3 separate regions of the Mus musculus genome follow, and all the other regions are linked to region 2. Evidence: chromatin contacts called from public HiChIP or PLAC-seq data. All regions are on one chromosome and are shown on one strand. Each heading gives the region's core, a stretch centred on a gene start, on an enhancer-like site or on the middle of the called end of the contact. The rest is flanking DNA. Distances are from core to core; before and after follow the strand shown.

Evidence for each region. HiChIP or PLAC-seq counts read pairs in DNA pulled down with a chosen protein or histone mark.
Region 1: a contact with region 2 is called in an H3K27ac HiChIP or PLAC-seq map of embryonic stem cells, with 9 read pairs. The contact joins the promoter of Folr1 here to the enhancer-like site in region 2. A contact is called at or near these places in 5 of 39 promoter capture datasets (the 3T3-L1 cell line, the C10 cell line, the HPC-7 cell line and 1 more), 2 of 484 Hi-C or Micro-C datasets (both in embryonic stem cells), 5 of 115 datasets of contacts at active chromatin or transcription factors (bone marrow-derived macrophages, embryonic stem cells and microglia) and 3 of 9 other capture datasets (adipose tissue, liver and pancreatic islet).
Region 3: an H3K27ac HiChIP or PLAC-seq map of embryonic stem cells shows a contact between it and region 2, with 7 read pairs. The contact joins two enhancer-like sites. A contact is called at or near these places in 17 of 39 promoter capture datasets (the C10 cell line, the HPC-7 cell line, Sertoli cells and 11 more), 3 of 15 datasets of contacts at CTCF or cohesin (CD8 T cells, the NIH/3T3 cell line and pro-B cells), 12 of 484 Hi-C or Micro-C datasets (3T3-L1-derived adipocytes, B cells, the G1E-ER4 cell line and 6 more), 11 of 115 datasets of contacts at active chromatin or transcription factors (CD8 T cells, the SCID.adh cell line, bone marrow-derived macrophages and 4 more) and 4 of 9 other capture datasets (adipose tissue, liver, macrophages and 1 more).

The regions. Positions count from the first base shown.
Region 1 is chr7:101,869,424-101,872,123 of GRCm38.p6, forward strand. Folr1 (folate receptor 1 (adult)) reads right to left here and starts at 1,365. Exons shown (of 7, transcript NM_001252554.1): 1 at 1,186-1,365. Gm35597 (a long non-coding RNA gene) reads left to right here and starts at 1,288. Exons shown (of 3, transcript XR_378387.3): 1 at 1,288-2,248.
Region 2 is chr7:101,939,030-101,941,729 of GRCm38.p6, forward strand. It overlaps a transcript of Numa1 not described here. Among named protein-coding and RNA genes, the nearest start is that of Lrrc51, 19 kb to the left of the region's middle. Within about 2 kb of position 1,387, at least 10 of the 459 cell types and tissues checked have an H3K27ac peak or open chromatin away from gene starts, as enhancers often do. A contact at or near this core is called in embryonic stem cells, where this site is marked.
Region 3 is chr7:102,021,350-102,024,049 of GRCm38.p6, forward strand. Rnf121 (ring finger protein 121) reads right to left here. Exons shown (of 9, transcript NM_029211.3): 7 at 2,664-2,700; 8 at 1,963-2,064. Among named protein-coding and RNA genes, the nearest start is that of Il18bp, 4.5 kb to the left of the region's middle. Within about 2 kb of position 1,257, at least 7 of the 459 cell types and tissues checked have an H3K27ac peak or open chromatin away from gene starts, as enhancers often do. A contact at or near this core is called in embryonic stem cells, where this site is marked.

The sequences.
Region 1 (2,700 bases), core at 115-2,614, 70 kb before region 2:
GGATGCGATTAATAGTACAGGCTCCGTTCTTGGGATGTGTATGGCAAAGGCTGGCCTAGCATGTGTGAGGCCCTGGGTTCAATCCCCAGCATTGCAAGTAAACAAATAAACAAACAGCTGGGTGGTGGCACATGCCTAGTATGTGTGAAGCCCCAGTTTCAATCCCAGCATTGCAAATAAATAAACAAACAGCCGGGCTGTGGTGGTGCATGCCTTTAATCCCTGCACTCGGGAAGCAGAGGCAGGCAGATCTTTGTAAGTTTGAGACCAGCCTGATCTACAGAGAGAGTTCCAGGATAGTCAAGGCTACACTGAAAGACCCTGTCTCAAACAAACAAACACCTCACATTGTGTCTTGAGCTGCTAAGATCCTTTAAAATAATCCATCCACTACCAACACCCATGTCCTATTATACACATGAATAGGATGAGCCCCAGAGGACCACACCAGAGCCAATGGCAGGACTGTCACTAGAACACAGGCTTGCAACTTCCAGGCCTGTTGTATAGAATCAGAAGATCCCATGTCCCCAACTTCTCTCAGCTACAAGTTCCCCCAACCTCACCAGCCAGGCTATCACCCACTTCCAGTCACAAGACCCTGATGGCCTAACCTTTCTGACGAGAGCCTCAGTGCTGTGGAAGCCCAGGCTTCCTTTCCTTCTCCACTTGCTCACCTCCCACTCCTGTGACAGATCTTTACAGGCGTGGGGGCGTGGGGGGAACCCTTAAGGATCTGAGCTAATTTTGACATCACCCACATTTCACTGCAGCCAAAACAGGACCCCGTCCCCCACCCATCCCTTACTGGGAGCCCAGGATGGCGCTGCTGTTGGATAAAGGAGTGGGGAGTAGATTTGAGCAGGAGACTCGGAGTTGTTGATCAGTTACCTGTGCGTGTGTGGCCCCAGAGGAAGGCTCCAAATTGGACATAGATGTGGGAGCTGTCTCAACCGAAATTTAAGTGAGATAGTAGAGACCACTACATTGGTGAATGTCAGGAGAAAGAGAAAAGGAAGGAGGGGAAGGAAGGCAAGGAAGAAGGGAAGGAGGAAGGAGAGAGAGGAGGCAATTTGGACTCTGGGGGAAAATTAGCCAAAGAACAAGGCCCTACAAAGAGAGACAGGCTCCCAGGAGGTCCCTGGTTCTGTCTTGCTACCCTTCGCCCTGGCCACTGCCATGTACCTGAATCCTGTGACACACCAGGAGTGTTTGTCTACTGAAGATCACAACAGGTTGGGGACTTCTAGAGCCGTCAGCCTCCTTTCTTGTTTATACTTCCAGATCAGCCTGCTGACTGGGGAAGGGTGGGCCAGGTATCTATAAAGCCTAAAGCTGGAGGCCCTTCTAAGCTGTCTCTGCCCCGGGGCTGATTATTAACTGGCCTTTATGGCTCCTCTATTGCAAGAGTGAGGTTTGCCCCCTGGGTGATGCTCCTGAGCTCTACAGCTTCTGAATAATTAACCTTTCCAGTGAGGATTTGAGGTGAAGATTGAGCTGGGGCCTGGAGTGAACACCCTGCCCTGCCTCAGCTCCTGCCTGAGTGAGGAAAAAAAGAAATAAAAAGGAGGCCATGACAGCCCCTAGGTATGGTGGAGGAGAAAGTTTATTGTAGATATGGAGAAGAGCCTAGCCAGAAAAGCATTTGGAAGGGCCCAGAGTGAACAAGACCCTGAGCTGGGTCATGGGAGGGGAGAGGGGAAAGCCATGAGACCAAAAGTGCAAAAGGGTAAAAAGACCAGCTTAGCCAAAATGACTGCATTCTATAGAGAAGAACCACTAGAAGAAGGGTGGCCCAGGCCCTGGGCTGGAGAAGGTTTAGGTCAGGGAACCAGGCACGCCAACCAGGAGGATCCTGAAAACAAGCAGAGACTGGGGGATGCTAGGAGAGCTAGGCAGCTTGTGTAGGACCTCCATCAGCTATTTGACTGCATTTGAGCCCTAATGCCCTGAATGTTGAAGTGTTGTACCCATCCGGAGCCTAAGTGTTGAGATCATTTGACCACTAGGGAGGGACAGAATTTCACAGTCACCTTGGAGCCAGTCCAAGAAGTATCTCCCTGAGATAGCAGCTTATTATCAGCAAAACTGACTGTCAGTGTCTAGTCTGGCCCAGCCTGCTAGTGTCTTGTGACCAGGCTGAAAAAACAGGAAGGTGTTTGACAACCCCCCACATCCAACAGTGGGATTAAAGGCCAGGAAGCAAGAGAAGGCCTCCAGATTGCAGGGGAGAGAATCCTGAGCTTTGGTGAGTATCGGGCCCCCGATGTGCGCCATTCACACTGTTCAGGGCTGTGGACACTGGAGTTTGTCTACAAGTCTGGTGTCGTTCGTTTGCTTGAGAGAAGTCTATCAGGCATCCTGGAGCAGCATTCTAAGGCTTATGACTCCACACTACTTCTCCTGCCTGATTTTTTTTTTCTTTTCTTTTTGAGACAGGGTTTCTATGTGTAGCCCTGGCTGCTCTGGAACTCACTCTGTAGACCAGGCTGGCCTCGAACTCAGAGATCCACCTGCCCTCTGCCTCCCGACTGTTGGGATAAAAGTCTGCCTTTCTTTCTTTCTTTCTTTCTTTCTTTCTTTCTTTCTTTCTTTCTTTCTTTCTTTCTCTCTTTCTAAACATTTTTTTTTTTTTTTTTTGCTTTTTTGGTTTTTCGAGACAGGGTTTCTCTGTATAGCCCTGGCTGTCCTGGAGCTCAC
Region 2 (2,700 bases), core at 137-2,636:
CTAGGGAGAAAAAGTTTAAGCCAAGAGGGCCAGTCCTGTAGGAGGTCTTGCCAGACCACCATAAGGTATTTGGTCTGGGTGGCCAGGTTTGGGTCTAAAAATGACTTTCTTGGGGCTGGGGAGATGGCTCAGGCTCTTCCAGAGGCCCTGAGTTCAATTCCCAGCAACCACATGGTGGCTCACAACCATCTGTAATGGGGTCTGATGCCCTCTTCTGGTGTGTCTGAAGGGAGCAATGGTGATGTACTCATATAAATAAAATAAATAAATAAATCTTAAAAAAGATGACTTTCTTGATCCCTTGGACCATTCCCAGGTCAAAGTATCCCCCCCCCCCCCGCCCCTACTGGGGCCAGCCAGTGTTAAAGGTGGGTCATCCTGGCTTGAAAAATATGGTTAGTTTATCTTTCCCAATGGTGACAGAGATTGTGTCCCCTAGTTTTAACATCCTTAAAGTGGCTAAGAAACAATTTAGGTGGAGTTGAAGGTAATTGTCCCATGTTAGCATCTGTCAGAGTCAAAGTCACCCTGTAATGAGAAACTCAAGGGTAGACAATTAGTCCTGACAGTGAGGACAACAACCAAAACACAAGAAAAATGCTCTCTGTCAAGAGGGAATGAGAAATAACCAGAAGGTAGCACCCATGGCTCTCTGAGTCCAGCATCCAATCCTAGATTGAGACAGCAAAGTCTACTGATTGGGGTCTGGAATGTCTTCGAGCTCCGTTTGGTTCCAGTGCATCAGCTTCAGCTACCTCTGATCACAATTACAGATTCAAAACCAATTCTCAAGTCTGACAGATATGGCACCTCTCAGTTTACATACAAACAACAACACAGACTGCATCGCTGACACCCTAAACCAAAGTTACCTCATTGCTTCCTGGAACCAAAGTTCGAAGTGCTGTGCAGAGACCTGGAACAGAACAGAATTACACACTGACAGACATAGACCATAGTGCTGTGCAGACACCCGGAACCAAAGCTACCTGGATGCCACCTGGAACTAAAGTTACCACAGTGCTGTGCAGACACAAACAGAATTCTGTAGTGGTACACAAACCTGTGAACAGAAATTACCAGTATCGAGACCCTTTGGGTGGAGGCTTTCCTGGCCAACACTCCAAAATGTTGTGTCTGTTTTCAAGACCCCCAACCCATCAAGGAGCTGATTCTGATGCAATTGCACAAGGGTCTCTTTTATTCAAGCTCAGGCCTACTCACCTCTGACCCTGATGGAGCAGGATAGGCAGGTGAAACTGCTCCAGTCTTGGAGTCCTCGAAGAAAAAGGTTTTATCGGAAATGGCCAGTAAGCAGGGGGTTTATAGCCTGGCAAGCATCTAACTGAATGACTATTGTAAGCTGACAGGTGGGTGCTGAGACAATCAGACTAATCTTCATTGCCTATTGCTAGGAAGTATCTAGGGAGTAACTCTAGGGCATGGACCAGAAAGGTATTTGGGTGCAGCTTAGATTCAGCTACAGATTACGTTCTCAGGCTTGTTTCTTTTTTCTTTTTCTTTCTTTCTTTTTTTTTTTTCTTTTTTTCGAGACAGGGTTTGTCTGTGTAGCCCTGGCTGTCCTGGAACTCACTCTGTAGACCAGGCCGGCCTCGAACTCAGAAATTCACCTGCCTCTGCCTCCCAAGTGCTGGGATTAAAGGCGTGTGCCACCACTGCCCAGCGATGGTATTTGTTTTAATTTCAGCATAATATTATCCTTTTTTGGTGGGGGTGGAAGTATGAAACTGCCTCCTGAAAACATAATTTACCAACTTGATTTAATCCATATTTATATCTTTTTTTCCTTTTCTTTGTGTGTGGCTTAGTCTTTTGTTTCCAAAGTTCTGGGTTTGTCAAGTCTTACTACTCTCTCAAGTCTGTTATGGGGAGGGAGCTTTGCCGGTAAGGGAGGGAGTAGGGAGACTCTGCGCTGTGGATATCTTACCTGTGTCTGTGTATGGTGCGTATTCAGGTCAAGGGAAGCTTTCAGGCACACGAATAGGTATATGTGTTCTGTTCCTGTGTGGTACTTTTCTCCTTTAGAGGAAGAAGCACAAAGGACTCTTTTGTTGGTCCAAGTTCAAGCACATGATGACTAATTGTAAGGTCTGAATCTTAGTCTAAAGCCAGTCTTACTCTGTCAGAGTGAGATTTTACCTGATGGCTCACTAAGAAACATTTCCTTTTGGAAGATTTCTTTATCTATCTATCTATCTATCTATCTATCATCTATCTATTTATTTAATGTATGTGAGCACACAGCAGAAGAGGTCATTAGATCCCATTACAGATGGTTGTGAGCCACTATGTGGTTGTTGGGAATTGAACTCTGGAAGAACAGTCAGTGCTCTTACCTGCTGAGCCATCTCTCCAGCCCTGGAAGTTTATTTTTATTTGTGAGATTTGGAAGTGGGATGAATGCCTTGAACTAAGAACTGTAGAATTGTTGGGCTGCAGACACAGCCCTACCCCGATGCCTAAACAGAACTGAGCAAGGGCTGTTTTGATATTTGTGTGTAATTGATAAGAACAGATGGCCAGAAGGTTCTGAGGTCATTGATTTTTACCTATTATACACCAAGCTTATCAAGAAGTGTTCAGATTCAAAATGAGCATGTGCAAGAATGAAACCATTACCAAAGGCAGAAAAATCCATCTTAGTGTAGAACTGCCTTCTGTACCCCTATTTTCCTTTTT
Region 3 (2,700 bases), core at 7-2,506, 82 kb after region 2:
TGCCAAGACTTTTAAGCTGTTCCATAGCCTAGTAAAAATCAAGCTACCCAGATTCTCTTCAGCTCTCTAGGTTGGAATGAAAAGCTGAACCCAGAAAATCAAAAGAAGGAGAGCAGAGGGGACTGGAGACAGAAATGAGAAGTGGAGGGGTAAAATAGATACACCACCTTCTCAGAAATGACAAACAGCCTAGCCTGAGTCTGACAGACATGACACTCTACAAACCCATGGCAGAAAAGGCTGGGAATAGGTTATAGTTACCTGCCCCTCCCCCACTTTTTTTGCCTTTTCCAGACAGGGTTTCTTTGTATAGTTAAGGCTAACTCACTCTGGGGACCAACCTGGCTCAAACTCAGAGATCAACCTGCCTCTGCCTCCCAAATCCTGGGATTAAAGGTGCGCAACCCCCACCCCAGCTAACTAGTAGTCTCCTAGTAAGTACTTTCCACTGAGCTAACTATATTCCTGGGCCCCAGAAGGTTCTTGCATTGTACAAAATTTAAGGTTTTCTCCATCAAGAAAAAGACTGAGTCTATTGACATGTGTACAAATTTCCTTCTAGATAAAAGCTTTCTTTCATCTTGGCAGGAAGCTTGTTAAGAAGTAAACTATTCTAGAGCTAAAACATCCCACCCAGCAGGGAAGCTCCTTAAGCCCAGAAAGTAAACAATTCAAAAGCTTCAGGAAGTCCCTGAAATCAACCAAATACACTAGGCCACTCTTTCCTCAAAAGTCTATAGGCAGTGAAAATTGCTGATGAGTTTCCTAGCAGACTCTGAGTTAAGTTGAGCTGCCTGGAAGACTTTAAGACCAGCCGAACTGACCAGAGGAGCTCAGGCCAAGTGAATTGCAGGGAGTTTTAGGCTTGTGACTTTCAGCAGCCATCATCTATAGTAGCTTTTGATGGTGCAGCTTTGAGTCATTTCTGCCCCTACAAATAACCCCTCACTGATAAGAAACACCAATACAACTCACTGGTTCACTAAGTTGGACTTGGGTGTTTTGTCATTAGTTCCTTATCTGGAGTGAGTAAATGTTTCTTAATATCTACCCAGGAATAATGTCACAGAACAGGACAGTCAGAGAGAAAAGGAGCCAACAGGTTATTCATAAGGAGTCCACCCGGACAGAGACTTGAAGTAGGCCCTACTAAGGCCAAAATGTCTTTTGTGGCGTTTCCTTTCCTTTTACTTGTAAATGAGGGAAAGGAAGGGGTCTGAAGAGAGAGAATGCCTGCAGAGCTTGCTGGGAGCAAAATCTGTGGAGAAGCTGTTGAAATGGGTGGAGCACTGCTCTAAAGGCATCAAAAATATCAGCCTGGCCTGGGTCTCTAAGAGCTAAGGGCAGCCATAAACCCCAGCAAGGCCAGATGACCATAAGTGTTCAGGGAGCAGCCCTAGAAGGACCATGTAGAAAACCTGAAATGGGAAAGGCCAGAGTCTCTTGTTCAGAGACTGTGGCAGTGTACTCCTATGTTCCCTTATCTGAATCCAGTCCTGCTGGTTCCACAGAACACAAGGGCAGCTGGGACAGGAGCTGAAACAGAGCTGGATCCTTGCAAGTGAAAGTGAGGCCAGAGAAATGGCTGGGTAGGAGGACAGTGCGAAGTAAAACAGGCCCTTCACTAGAAGTGAACGGAGAAAGGTGTCTGCCAGCTCCCTGCCCCTCAGGCCCTGCCTGCACAGGTGAAGGTGGCCTGCAGTTGCACAGCATGGGTAAGGCGTCACTCACTGGTGAAATAACAGTGGACATGGCTCAGTCTCTGAAAGTTGCTAGCGAATCAAGTGAGCTGACACAGGTGAAGAACTTGATAGAGAGGGAGCAAACACATGACAAGTGGCAGTGGCTGCTTCCACTAGCGATTTAGGACATCCCACTTCCCTAGAACAGAAACCAAATTGAATGCTGGAAGCAGTAGACTTTCTTCCCACCACCCACTCTCAACAAGGACCCAAAGGATACGGATTGCTGAACATCCTCTTCAGGTCCACCTTCTCCTTGCAGTAGGGACATGTCTGCTTCTTTCCCACGATGCACCAGCCTCGAATACAGAATTCATGGAATCTGAGCACCATTGGTCAAGGGAAGTGACTGAAAGCCAGACTGGCACTTTAGCCTCATCCTGGATCTCCAGGAGCCAGAGCATCAGCTCTAGAGAAAGGTTCAGATTGTGCCATTACTTCCTACCACTGTGTGATCTGGGGCAGGTCCCTGTTCTCTGAATGTTTCCTTACAGGGGGTGAGGGCAGTGATCCTTATTTACATGGTTGGTATGAGCCAAGACAGAGAGAATACCCAATACCCAATGTGGCATAGAATGGGAGCTTAGTAAATACAAGATCAAATGAACGATGCTACTCTCAGTAGGGGATTTGACTCACTCAACCATTCCATTAGAGGGAGGGTTTCCTTCCCTTGTGACACGTGTCAGCTTGAGCAGCCTCCCTAGCTGCAGCTGTGGGTTTTCTATGGCCTGGCAGTCCATAACTACCTTTCACTGAAGAGGAAAGTGCCAGTCTGCAAAGGCTGAGGAACGCTGCAGTTTCTGCTGTGGCTCACCTACACTCCGTCCAATTCTGGACAACACACTATAGTAACCACCACCCTCTTCCCACCATGACTGGAGTGTGGGCTCAGGAGAGAAGTAGCACAAGGCAGGATACACGTGATTGCAGGAAAGCCTGTACGTGTTCTCGATGA